2 separate regions of the Rattus norvegicus genome follow, and region 2 is linked to region 1. A link is a contact called in public Hi-C data. All regions are on one chromosome and are shown on one strand. Each heading gives the region's core, a stretch centred on a gene start, on an enhancer-like site or on the middle of the called end of the contact. The rest is flanking DNA. Distances are from core to core; before and after follow the strand shown. Region 1 holds the start of Phf8 (PHD finger protein 8). Region 2 holds the start of Huwe1 (HECT, UBA and WWE domain containing E3 ubiquitin protein ligase 1).

What was found. Hi-C and Micro-C count contacts between places; a contact is called where the count stands out from the background.
Region 2: a Hi-C map of hepatocytes shows a contact between it and region 1, with 1.6 times the contacts expected there. The contact joins the promoter of Huwe1 here to the promoter of Phf8 in region 1. A contact is called at or near these places in 3 of 12 Hi-C or Micro-C datasets (frontal cortex, hepatocytes and liver) and 1 of 1 datasets of contacts at active chromatin or transcription factors (oligodendrocytes).

What each region holds. Positions count from the first base shown.
Region 1 is chrX:23,964,189-23,970,361 of GRCr8, forward strand. It overlaps Phf8 (PHD finger protein 8), which reads left to right and starts at 3,390. Exons shown (of 22, transcript NM_001108253.1): 1 at 3,390-3,528; 2 at 4,579-4,773. The coding sequence starts at 4,676.
Region 2 is chrX:24,350,220-24,356,392 of GRCr8, forward strand. Huwe1 (HECT, UBA and WWE domain containing E3 ubiquitin protein ligase 1) reads left to right here and starts at 2,998. Exons shown (of 83, transcript NM_001408927.1): 1 at 2,998-3,240.

The sequences.
Region 1 (6,173 bases), core at 2,140-4,639:
CTCCCCACTTTTTAAAAATTTCAGTAGTTTCTTATTCCTTAAAGATAAAAATCTAAACTCTTGTATTTTGTATTGTAATAGCTCTTAATTCCTCATAGTATGACTTCCCATGTGCCTCCATGCATTTGTGCACCTCATTTTTGTTTTGTTTTGTGTTTTTTTTTTTTGAGACAGGGTTTCTGTGTGTATCTCTGGTTGTCCTGGAATTCCCCTCTGTACACCAGACTGGCCTTGGACTCCGAGATCTGCCTACCTCTTCCTCTGGAGTGCTGGGATTAAAAGAAAGGCATATGCCCCTACTGTCCATGAACCTTATTTTCGTGAACAATATTATTAAACTTTTTTTTTGAGCTGCGATTTCATATACCCCAGACTGTTCTGGAACTTATATATAGATAAGGATGACTTTGAACTTTTGATCCTCCTGAGTATATGGGCTACCACCCAAGGTTTATGTAGTTCTGGGAAAGGAATACTGGGAGTTTGTGGATGCTAAACAATATTCTACCAGCTGAGCTATATCATGTGCCTTAGGAAATCGTTATATATCCTCTTAGACTCCCTCTAGCATATCTTACAACAGCAAGCAGCCTGTGAGGCTCTTAGCTTATTTTACTCTTCAATTTCTTTCCTCCCTCTTTCCTTTCTTATTAAATTTTTGACTCTCCTGCCCCATTCTCGAAGATGGTTTTGTAAGAGTTCTCCATCAGCTAATAAACACAGCACTCAAGAAGCTGAGGCTGAGGTGGAGAGGAAAGGAGAAATGTGGAACAAGGAGAGGGAAATTATTTTTCTCTGACAAGGATTCTTTTGTTCCTGTATATCTGTTTTCCTGTCAGAAAATTGTTGGACACATATTCTACCTTTGTTTTAATTTTATTTAATCTTTTTTTTTCACACTCCAGATTTTATTCCCCCTGGCCCGCCCTCTGACTGTTTCACTTCCCGTACCTCCCTCCTCCCTGTCTCCACAAGGATGTCCTCACCCAACCCTTATCACCAGACCTCTAAACTCCCTGAGGCCTCCAGGGATCTAATCTTAAGGATTAGATACTGAACCCAGACCCATTGGCCCTCTACTGTGCATGTGTTGACTGCCTCATCTCAGCCTGGTTGGTGATCCATTGTCTGAGAGATCTCAGGGGTCCAGGTTAATTGAGACTGCTGGTCCTCCTGCAGGGTTGCCCTCCTCCTCAGCTTCCTCCAGCTTTCCCCTAATTCAACCAGAGGGATCAGCAGCTTCTGTCTATCGGTTGGGTGCACATATCTGCATCTGACCCTTTCTGCTGCTTGTTGGGTCTTTCAGAGGGCAGTCATGATAGGTCCCTTTTTGTGAGTGTTTCATAGCCTCAGTAATAGTGTCAGGCCTTGGGGCCTCCCCTTGAACTGGATCCCACTTTGGGCCTGTTGCTGGACCTCCTTTTCCTCAGGCACCTCTCCATTTCCATTCCTGCATTTCTTTCAGACAGGAACAATTATGGGCCACAGTTTTTGATTGTGTGATATAGGAACCCCATCCCTCACTTATGACCTGTCTTTTTGCTAGAGATGGGCTCTATAAGTTCCCTCTCCCCACTGTAGGGCATTTCATCTAAGGTCCCTCCCTTTGAGTTCTGAGAGTCTCTTATCTCCTAGGTCTCTGGAGGATCCCCCACCCGCCCCCACATCTCCTACCTTCCAAGGTTGCCTGCTTCCATTCTTTCTGCTGGCCCTTATGGCTTCAGTCCTTTACTCCCACCCAATACCAGATCATCACCCCCTGCCCTGCCCCAATTCTTTTTTTCCACTCCTCTTTTCCTTTTTTGGTAAGAAAGCATTCTTTTTTTAAAATTTTCTTTTTTCTTTTTTTTTTTTTACGTGCATTGGTGTTTTACCTGCACATGTATCTTGTGTGAGGGTGTCAGAACCCCTAGAACTGGAGTTACAGACAGCTGTGAGCTGCCATGTGGATACTGGGAATTGAACCAGGGACCTCTGGAAGAACAGCCAGTGCTCCTAACCTCTGAGCCATTTCCCCGGCTCCAGAAAACAATTTTTTTTAAATACATTTTCTTCTATAAAGTAATGAGATTCTCTAAGAAAGTGAGAAGTAGGGATATTTCATTAATGTCTGAAGAAAAAGAAACAGTGCCATCTTAAAGCATACTATTTTCAGTTAGAAAATCCTGGTACAGATATATGGAAAGCCTTGACTGATTTTGCTTCTTATAGAATTGAACCTGCAAGGTCCGTGACTAGAGCCTGGGAAGAGCCTCACAACTCAGTGTGGGAGAAATTAGATGCTGTCTTTTTTTTTCATTTTCCAGGATCTCAAATCATTTGCCTTCTCTAAACCTGTTTTTTCATTTGGTGATAATCACAGATTTTTTTCTTCCACAGGGTTAAGAGTAAATGATATTCCAACCATGGAAAATGGATCTCATCCACTAAAAGTGCTCGATGTACATGAGCTGTAGGGAGTATTTTGTCTCTTTCCCAAGGCTGAAACCCGCCCCCGCAGCCCTATGTATCAATTTTGCAGTTTGGAGCCACGGGCTTCACCTCCTCTCAGAGGAGGAGACGAGGGAGGGGCAGCGAGTGTTAGGAGGGAGGGAGGAGGAAGGTGCGGGGGTTTTCTTTTTTTTTTTTTCTTTTTTTTGTTTTTTTAAACTCCCGTGTTTACCCAGGGTTACGGAAGACTTGGGGTTCCAGGCCCCACTCAAAATGGAGCCAAACTACCGCCTCGCCTAAGATGGCGGCTTCCCCGCCTATCAGCTCAAGGTCTCAAGCACAATTGGGCCACCTAGCAGAGGCTCACATCCTAGGCTCTCTCAAGGTGTCGCCCCGCCCCATGACGTCACGCAAGAGTTGCGGGCTTGATGTTCCGGGCTCCACCTTCACCTCTAGTGCCCGAGCCTCATAAGATGGCGGCAAGCTTGTCTCCTCACAGAACGCCGCCACTCTCAATATGGTAGCTGTTTACCATATTTCTCCACCCCTCTCCGCTTCAGCTTCCTCGTGATTTTGAATAAACTTTATTGATTGCTTTGAATCTCCTACATCCCCCCTATTATTGGGTTCTGGCGACCTCTCAAGCAGTCTTTGCAGACCCGGCGAGCCTATCTCGTGAAGAGGGCAGCGACAAAGCCGCTTGCCAGTGCGCCCGGCGGCCCCGCCCCCTCGGCTTAGCCCTCGGTCTCTAGAAGGCTCTAAAGGGCCAGACTGTGGGGGGTTGGGGGGGGAGACTGTGGTGAACGCTGCCCTAAAGCCCGGTCAGACCACGGGCACTGCGTGACGCGGCATGTGGTTTCTAGGAGAAGGCAAGTAAGCTTCACAGTTTTGCAGCGGCAATCCCAGAATTCACCGCGCGCCGCCTCGGGCCGGAACTGCCCGAATAGCCTCTGCTTAGCGCAGAGCTGTGTTGCCCCGGAGCGAGCCTAGCCGCTGGCGAGTCTCTGGGGCTGAGCTCTGCGCCCTGAGGAGTTCCCCCTGCAGCCTCGGGCATGAAGAGATCTTTGTAGCGTTTGGGACCGTGGACGTTTTTATCAGGTTTGGGGCGTAAAAAGGTTCCTGTCAGTGGGGGAGGCGTAAAGAGATCCTCGTAAGTTTTGGGGGCTACGAGCAAGATAGATTCTTATTTCAGACGAGACGTCTGTCAGGTGTGGGGAACAGCAGAACCCTCGGCAGTCTGAGGGGATTGCAAAGCAATGCCTGCCATTTGGAGGTGTGGAAGGAAAAAAAATCTTCGCTTAGTTTCGCGGGTGTGAGGAAATTCTAGTCAGTTTACTGGGGCTTCGAAGAGATCCTTTTTAGTGTCAGGGGTGAGATGAGCACCCTGTCAGCTTTGGAGTGGAGGACGAAATTGCGGTTTATTTCATTTTGGAGCATAATGAGACTCCTTACTGCTCAGGAAGGAATGATACTGAGAATGACGAAAAGGATAATTTAAACTCTCCGAACGCAATCCCAGAACTGTGATTTGAGTTGGGTGCTTAGTCTTGTTTTCTTGTTCCTGAAGGCTTTGGGGGGGGGGGGTGAGGCAATTCGGAATAACCTGCGGAGACTTAGAGGGATTTCCGCATCTCTGCCTCTTCCTATTTTGGGGGGCTAGAGAGGGTCTCTGGTCTCTTCCTCAGCTTCCCTCTTCCCAGCCTCATCTTTTATGCCGCGGTTTGCGTCATAATAAAGGGAGCTGAGTCCTGGGAAGCAAGAGAGCAGTGAAGAGAGGGGTTCAGTGAGGGATTAAAGAAGCTTCCCGAAGGCTTTCAAGATATTTACATGAAACCCGGAAAGAAGTTGTCACTGACTTCAGGGCCAAAGAAGGTAGGGGTCTGGGGGAGGCGTTTGGAAGGCAGGGCAGAGCAGAAAGCAGAACGTTCTTTCTGTTCTTTCCAAGTGAAAGAAATCCTGAAGGGTGGGTGGACTTTCTCCACTTAACTCCTGCACTCTCACCAGCTGTGTTGAGTCCTGGCTTGGTTACTCCCTTTTTCAGAACTGGAGGTTGGTACCCAGGGGGTGGGGTGGGGGCGGAGACACGGAACGATTTGGAAACCTGGGGCCGGAGGAGTCACTTTGTAAAGAAGTGTTGTTTGTGTCTAGCCATCGTCTAGGGAAGGCGGCTTGCTTGTTGCTGCCTTTCTGACCCTGTAAAGCTTCAAAACTGGCACGGCGCAAAACGATCCAACCCCCTGTGAAGATGGCCTCGGTGCCTGTGTATTGCCTCTGTCGACTGCCTTACGATGTGACCCGCTTCATGATCGAGTGTGACATGTGCCAGGACTGGTTTCACGGCAGGTAAGAAGGGCAGGCCAGGCTGCTCAGGGTGCGTTGGCCAGGTGTGTTGTTTTCTCTTGCTCTCTCCTCCTCTCAGCCCTGTTTTCTACCTACTGCTCAGAAACTAGCCCCTCTCTCAATTTACTAGACTTAGGTTTTTCTATCCCTCTTCCGCGGACTAGGTCCTAGCTGGTTTCTCTCGTTTTCCTATATGTATTTATTGTACTATGTGTGTATATACGAATATAAATATATAAATATATCTATATATGCATGCATATTTGATTTTGTAGCTGTGTTCTAGCTACAAAGAAAGTATATGGTTGTGTTTTTCCGCATGTCCTGACTTTGGGGGAGTCAGTACTGTATTTTTGAGATATCCGAGTCCAAGAACATGGATTTCTTTGTAACTTACTATCAGTGGCCTTGGCCAAGTTGCTTTTGCTTTTGTGAGCCTCACTTACAAATCAATACCTCTTTCATAGCTGTAAAACAGTTTGCTTGCATTCTATAAATGGAGGCAGAACTGGAATAATATTTTATTTCTGTGCTGTCTGCAGGGCCATCTAACTAAATTAAAATAAAAAGACATAGGGTAAAACAGTAGGACAAATGCACCTGTCACTCAGGTTTCCAGTGAGGTTATTGTATGTAATAAAAATCAAAATGTTATCCTATTACTGGGGGGAATTTTTATACTGGAATATAATAAAAACAGTATATGGCACCATTCTCTTGCTTTATGTGAAGTTCTAAAATGCAAGTTGTCAATCTTAACTTTTAAAGGAGCTGTTCCTGTTACACTCAAAAACAAAGTAAGGGTGGGGTCAGTGGGTCTCAGGTTCAAGGCCTGGCTGAGCTATAGAGCCAGTTCAAAACCAGCTCAGCAACTTAGCACGATTCAGTCTCAAAATGAAAATAATGTAAAGGGCTTGAGATATAGCTCATTGGTAAGCGCTTGTCTCAAAATATCAAAAAAATTATTATTTCATCTTATAGTTGTGTATATGTCTTATTACTTCCTAGAGGTAGAGATACCTTTTCTTTTTATTTTTAGTATTTCTAGTGCTAAATATGCAATAGATGGTGAATATACTTTTGAATAAATGAACAAGGTATAATAAAAAAAAGCTGTTACACTATGGTTCTTAGTTTACAAGTGTGTATGTTCAATATCTCTGGAAAATGGCTTTTGCTCACAGTGCAGAAATCTGAAAACAGAGCAGGAATGAAGATTTCCTAACTGTTTACTGTGTATCAGACGCCATAACTGACATTCCATAAATTATTTTGTCTGTACCCAAGTCTGAAAGTTAAATTTTTCCTTCTATTTGTATGGGTCTCTGTATGCGGGTGTGTACCATGTATGGAGGCCAGAGGTCAGCCTCAGGCTTCATTTCTCAGGAGGCAGCTACCTTGTC
Region 2 (6,173 bases), core at 1,748-4,247, 390 kb after region 1:
TCCCAAGCGAATAGCAGTTAATAGGGCCATCTCCCACCAGGACATTTTTATTTCTATACATTTACCAATGTTGATCATCTACAGTTTACAGAGTCCTCCAATTACAGTACCACCTCACCTAATACAAAGGAGAAATGTTATGCTCCTTTGTAGATTGCACTGTGGTTCTCATCTTTTTTTCTGGCCTTCCACAATGTGCCCCATCTTGCCCTTTTATACTCCCCATTCCTTAATTTTTAAAATGCATATCAAGTTTTATCCCTTCAGGGATTTTCGTTGTAGAGGAATCAAATTGCAGTTCCTTAGTGATCCTACTATCCTCTATGGTGGCCTTTACTGGGCCATGAGTAGCTCCAGCTAGGTCTCCCATAGGTGAGTAGAATACACCACCAAGGGAGCTGGAGCGCCCTCTCAAGGGAAAGAGGCGGGGCTAATCGCGAGGTAGGAGGAGCCTTAAATCCAGTCTGCGCTGAGCTGCGGTGGGGGGGGCGTTTTAAACCGAGGGCGAGGGAGGGGGTTGGGGGGGGGACAAGATTGCTACTGGCCTCAGACCCTGCACACCGTTGCAGACCTCTCAGAGCCACTGCGGCTGAGGTGAGCATAGTACCCCCCTCCCCCCTTCCTGGACCTGGGGGACGGGCTGTCTTAGACTCCTCGAGGTAGGGGGCAGTTCCCATGGGATCTGGATCTGAGGCTAGGAGGTAGCGGCTTCAGAGGGCCTTTGGGAAAGGCTGCTGAAGGGGCCTGGCGGCAGCAGCAACCTTCCTCGAACTCCTCCTCCTCTCCCCTCCCCCAGTCCTCAGCGGCCTCCAGCAGAGGGCTAGCTGCATCTTTGGGGACAGCAAGACAGCTGGGAAGCAGCGAACAACGCGCAAGAGAGCGGCCAACACTGGGGATGCGAGGTACCGGCAGTAGCCTTGGCCAAGTGGCCCTAGAGAGGGAGTAAAGGCCCAGCTTTCAGTTTTTCTCTTAAGGGTTGGAGGAAGGCGGTCTCAAGAGGAAAAGGAAGGTGAGGGGCGAACAGGCAAGCTTCATGGTCACTACTAGGCTCGCGCGCGTGCGCGTGCATGTGTCCATTTATGTGTGTGTGTGTGTGTGTGTGTGTGTGTGTGTGTGTGTGTGTATGTGTATGTGTGTGTTCGTTCTTTTATGTATGGTGCTGCTGGACACACATTCATTTTGTTTCATTGCATTATTTTTTAAAACTATATTTTATATATCACGGAATTCAAATTCGTCCTATTTTTATATCGCTGCATTGTATGCTTGGACTACAGTTTATTTAACCGTTTCCTGATTGTTGTACACTAGCTTTTTTCGGGGGGGGGAGGGCTATTGCAAGTAAGGCAGTAATGAATGGACTTGTGTATGTTTGGTGCACATGTACGAAGCTATTCCTGTAGGAGAAATTCTTCGAGAAGTAATTGCTGAATCAAAAAGTGTATGCATTTCAAATTTTGATAGATGTATCTAAATTCCCTTCCCCAAAGGCCATAATAATTTACACTCTCCAATGTAGTATGATATTTCCTATTTTTCCAAAGCTATGCCAACATGAATTGTTACTAATATTCATATCTTTTCGGTTATAGAGTAAAAATCACATGTCGTTGCTTTCATTTGCATTTTGCTGCTTATTACTATATTTGAGCACATTTTCATTTTTCTAATTACAAAAGTGAATAGTCAAATATGAACAGTCTTGTATATAAGCAATGAAAATTTTGAAAATTTAAAGAGCCCCACTTTAAATCCCAAGAAAAATAAAATAATCTAGAAGCAAACTATAAAACTTTCAGGAATACAATGGAAGAACGTTTGCATAAATGGAGAAGGAATTTCATGCTTCTGAATAGGAAGGCTCAATTTTGTAATGATATTCATTTTTTCTATATTGACTCGTGCAATTGATGCAATTCCAATAAATGTACTAAGTTTTTGGAACTTGACGATTCTAAAGTTTATGATGGGGGGATGGCTAAGAATAATCGAGAAAATTTTTTAAAGATGGGGGTACCTTTACTATTAAACTGTACGCTGAAGGAAGCATGTTTAAATTAGAATAGACAGAACAATGCATTAGAATGGAAAAGCCCACAAACGGGCCAGATTCGATCCCAAGATTTATTGGAGAAACATTGTTGGTTAGACATGCAAAAACTGCCATATTAAAATCTAAAAGCACCTTTCTCCCCACCCCAAGCTTGAATTTGCTTCTGAGGGCAGACGCCTTTGTTCGGAGAAAACCACTTTATTGGGTCTTTTTGGTTATGATAACGTAAAGAAGCTTCGATACTTAAAACTGGTGACTTTGGAGGCAGAACTAATGATATGAGCTTTTAATGAGAAGATGGATTCAGGTTAGCCTGCAGTGCGGCGAAGGAAGAGGTCTTTAAATTTTCCCCCATGTTTTGAGAAAAAATCTGTTGTGTCATTGTTTTCATTTGCATTTGTGTGTTTATTGGGATATTGAACATCTTTTATGTGTTAGTTAAGAATAGCACGTTATTCTTCGAGGAAGGTAACAATGGGAACCCATTTTTTCGCTTTCAGAATGGAGTTTGGCTAATTGGTACAGCTCTGCTGGAAGCGTGAGAATAAACAGGTTGACTTTTTAAATTTTCCTCAAGCACTAGGCAGGCTCCAGACACCTAAATCGGGGGCGGAGGTAGTTTTCAAGACATGGCCGAGATTTGGCGCTGAGCTGTGTCATCGCGAGGTTTGGTAGCAAGCTCCGCAGTGGGTCGGAAACCTCGTGGTAAGCGAGATCCCTAAAGGACGAGAGCTTCCTCCCTTTCCCCGAAAAACTCCCAGTCATTTTCACGAAGCTCCGCCTTTCTCCTTTTTAGGAGCGTGCACCTGGTCTCGCGAGATCTCATGTTTCCTAAAGGCGAGGCGCGGGCGGTATCCTGCAGTGAATTACGAAGGTCTCGCCGAGGTTGAACGTAATATCGCGATAGTTCCAACAGCGCATGCGGGAGCCGGCGGCGGCATACTGGCTCCGCCCCGTAGTGCTCCGTGAGGTTGTGCGTCATTTGCTTTTCGCTTCGCGTGGGGTGAGAGCTGAGCAGTAGCGATTTCGGCTTTGGTGGAAGGAGAGGTCTGGGACGGGCTGGGCTCAATTTTTCCTGGTCTGGTGGAGGTTCTCCTGGGATCACGCGAAGGCGGCAGAGGTTGGCTACTGAGTGCAGGAGCTGCGGAGGCGCGAGCAGCGTTTTCTGGTGCTGCCGTTCTTAGCCGGTGAGTTCTCGCGGGAGCAGGGTTACGTCCTCGTGGGATTCGCCGGCGGTGGCGGAGATACCTTGGGGGTGGGGGGGCAGTGACTAGGGTCGGTCCGCCTGTTAAGATGGCGGCGGAGGCTGATGCCTGTCTTGCTAGTACATGGTACCAAGGGGTTAGCTCTCCGCGTTTGTGACGCTTCTTAGGTACCAGACGTTAAGGAGATGACGAATGGCGAAACGTCGTGGTGCCGGTAAATCCTTCCTGAGATGAAGACCATCCTGTTTCTTACCGGTTAAAGCGACACCATTTCCCTGGCCTCAGCCGCGTGTGGGCCTGCCTTTGCCCCACCAATCGCTCTACGCCTCCGTTTTCGTCGTCGCAGTGGGCGGGTTGGGAAGTGCGGGAGGGAGTGGATAGTTATTGGGCAGTGGGCTGGGGATTAGATTGAAAGGTGGGAGAGGGGGACGCACCAAAGACTGGTCTCATAATCTTTGCGCGCTTGCTTCTCAGCCCTTGCAAGGACCCATATGAAACCCCTAGTTTTTCTTGATCCGAGGTGGGCTCTGCTTCCCCAGCTCCCGCAGTTTTTGAGCTAAGGTTTGAGAGGTCAATCTGTAGAGTCATTAGAGTACCTTCCCTTTCCCAAACTCTATCTCCCTGTCAAATCTCTCAGCTACGTGGATATCGGGATGCATTACTAAGGGGAGAAGTTAAAAAAAAATTCCTATCACTCCTCTCTAGCCCTAATTTAGAGCATAGCCTGAATCATCTACCCTGTCCCATCTCCTTCCATGGTGCTTTTGGCGCAGTTGTTAAAAGAGCTTATCTTGTCCCCTGCATTTACTCCATCTTTGTGGATGGAGCCTTAGTAACCTTCCATTTTCCTAGGTCCTCTTGCTTGTTGATCCCTGACGCGGGGACAGCGTACTGATTTCTTCAACTTTGAATGCTTTGAGACCATTCTTGGGCAGAACAATAAACGGGTCAGTGGTCGCATAATTGCAGTCTTAGGGGTCTCCTTCGTGCCCCAACTAGATGAAACTTTCTGTTTTTCCAACCCCTTCCACGCTACAAACTCTGGGACCCGCCCCCTTTCCCGCCTATATTTCTGTAGTCTGTTGGTCTGCGTATATCAGTTTGTTTTGTTACTGCTAACCACCATTTAAGTGCTTCTCACTTCTTAAGCCTTATACTTCTCTCTTAACTGCTCTTCCTCCCACCCCCAGGAGCTGAATCCTCTAGCACTGTGGACCCCCAGTACATTTTCCTTTCTCTACGTGTTTTGCCCCTTAAATAGTCACGCTTCTTTTAAATTTACTTAACTTCCTTTCTCCTCAAATCACTTCTATTATAGACAATTAATTCCATATCATGTGTTTCCGTTTGTAGATAACATGATTTGAATTACTTCTTTTATTTAGCACCAGTGTTGCATAGATTGAGGAGATGTCAACATTCCCAATTCATGGGAAGCAGCCTGGTGTAGAAAATAGTGTTTACTTCCAGTTCACATTGAACTCATGACATTGGGCAAATTACTTTTCAGATTCTGTTTGTTTATATAATGAGGATAGTAATGCTTACCTTAAAGGGTTGCTTCTAGATTCAGAAAATTTGTAAAATGCCTGCCTCATAGGAAGTTTGGGTGCCTTTTTTTTTTTATACATGAGAATATATTAGTAGATGTTTTGTGTCACATTCTACCTTTACAGCCTGGTAAGGTTTTTAAAAAATTGTTATTTCTTCAGCTGTAAATTTTTATATGCTTAGGAATCCACTCCTGTCTACTTTGAATTTTTTTCCTCATAAACCACTTTGTATGATCATTGGCTCATATTTGACTATGTTCTCACTATTTGAGGCTTCCATTAGTATAAGACTTTTGAGTGCAAAATCATTCTCTTGGAATGACCACCAGCTATGTTTCTGTCATGAACCACACCCAGGTGTTCTACCTTTTGGAAGGGAGTGCCTCATCCCTTGCCTACTCATTTTTGCCACTCCTTCAAAGACAGTCTGTTTTGTCCTTCACCTCAAAAAAGTCATGAATTTTTTTGCAGTGTTAAACTTAGGTTTTAAGTGTTTATATTTCTTTCTTTTTACCTATTATCATTTTTAGACAAACTTAAACTTTGTCTAAGATACCTCGAGTCAGTATGGGGGCATATTTGGCAATCTTTTTATTTAAGAAGGATAATACCTATGTGCAAGACCTTAGGAAGGTTGATCTACTAACTAAATACCAGCATTTCTCCCTCAAAGGCAACCACAGCTGGCTCTTAGATAACTACCTCCTGTTGTGCTTTTGCCATTTTATATTTTCTAACATTTGATTTGGAAGTAGTTTTTCTTACTGTTAATATTTCTATTCAGTACTAGAGTGGTTCTTTTCCTAGGGTGATGGGGTTAGAGTACAAATATAGTTGTAAGAAGTATGCTATTATTCAAATTTTAGTGGGTAGCATCTGGTAATTAACTATATGTCAATTTCAGTTTTGAGTTTCAGGGTTTGAGTTGGAAGTGCTGTAGGAAAATGAATTTACTCTTTAAATTGAAAGACAGGACACTTTGCTTTTGAGATTTTTTTAGTTTGTTTTTTTGTTTTGTTTTGTGTTTTTTTTTTTTTTGCTTTGAGATTCTTGTCTTGATTCCTTTTACAATGGGTTAAGCAATAATCACTAATTAACTCTTATCCTTCAGCATTATACTAAGTCTGGGAATGATGATCAAGGCATGACCTAAAAGGTTTAATTTATTCTAGGTAGATCTGAGAAGAGAGGAAGGAGTGGCAGTACCAAATAAAAACTTTGTCTAAGATTCAGTGACAAAGTTCAACCTGAATTTCCAGGATGTTTATCGTTTGTCTCCCAGTATGGCCAAAAAGCACTTATGAAGGTGAAAAATAATTTTAATGTGTACAGCTTTTTTTCCCCACAAAAATGTGTTTTCCT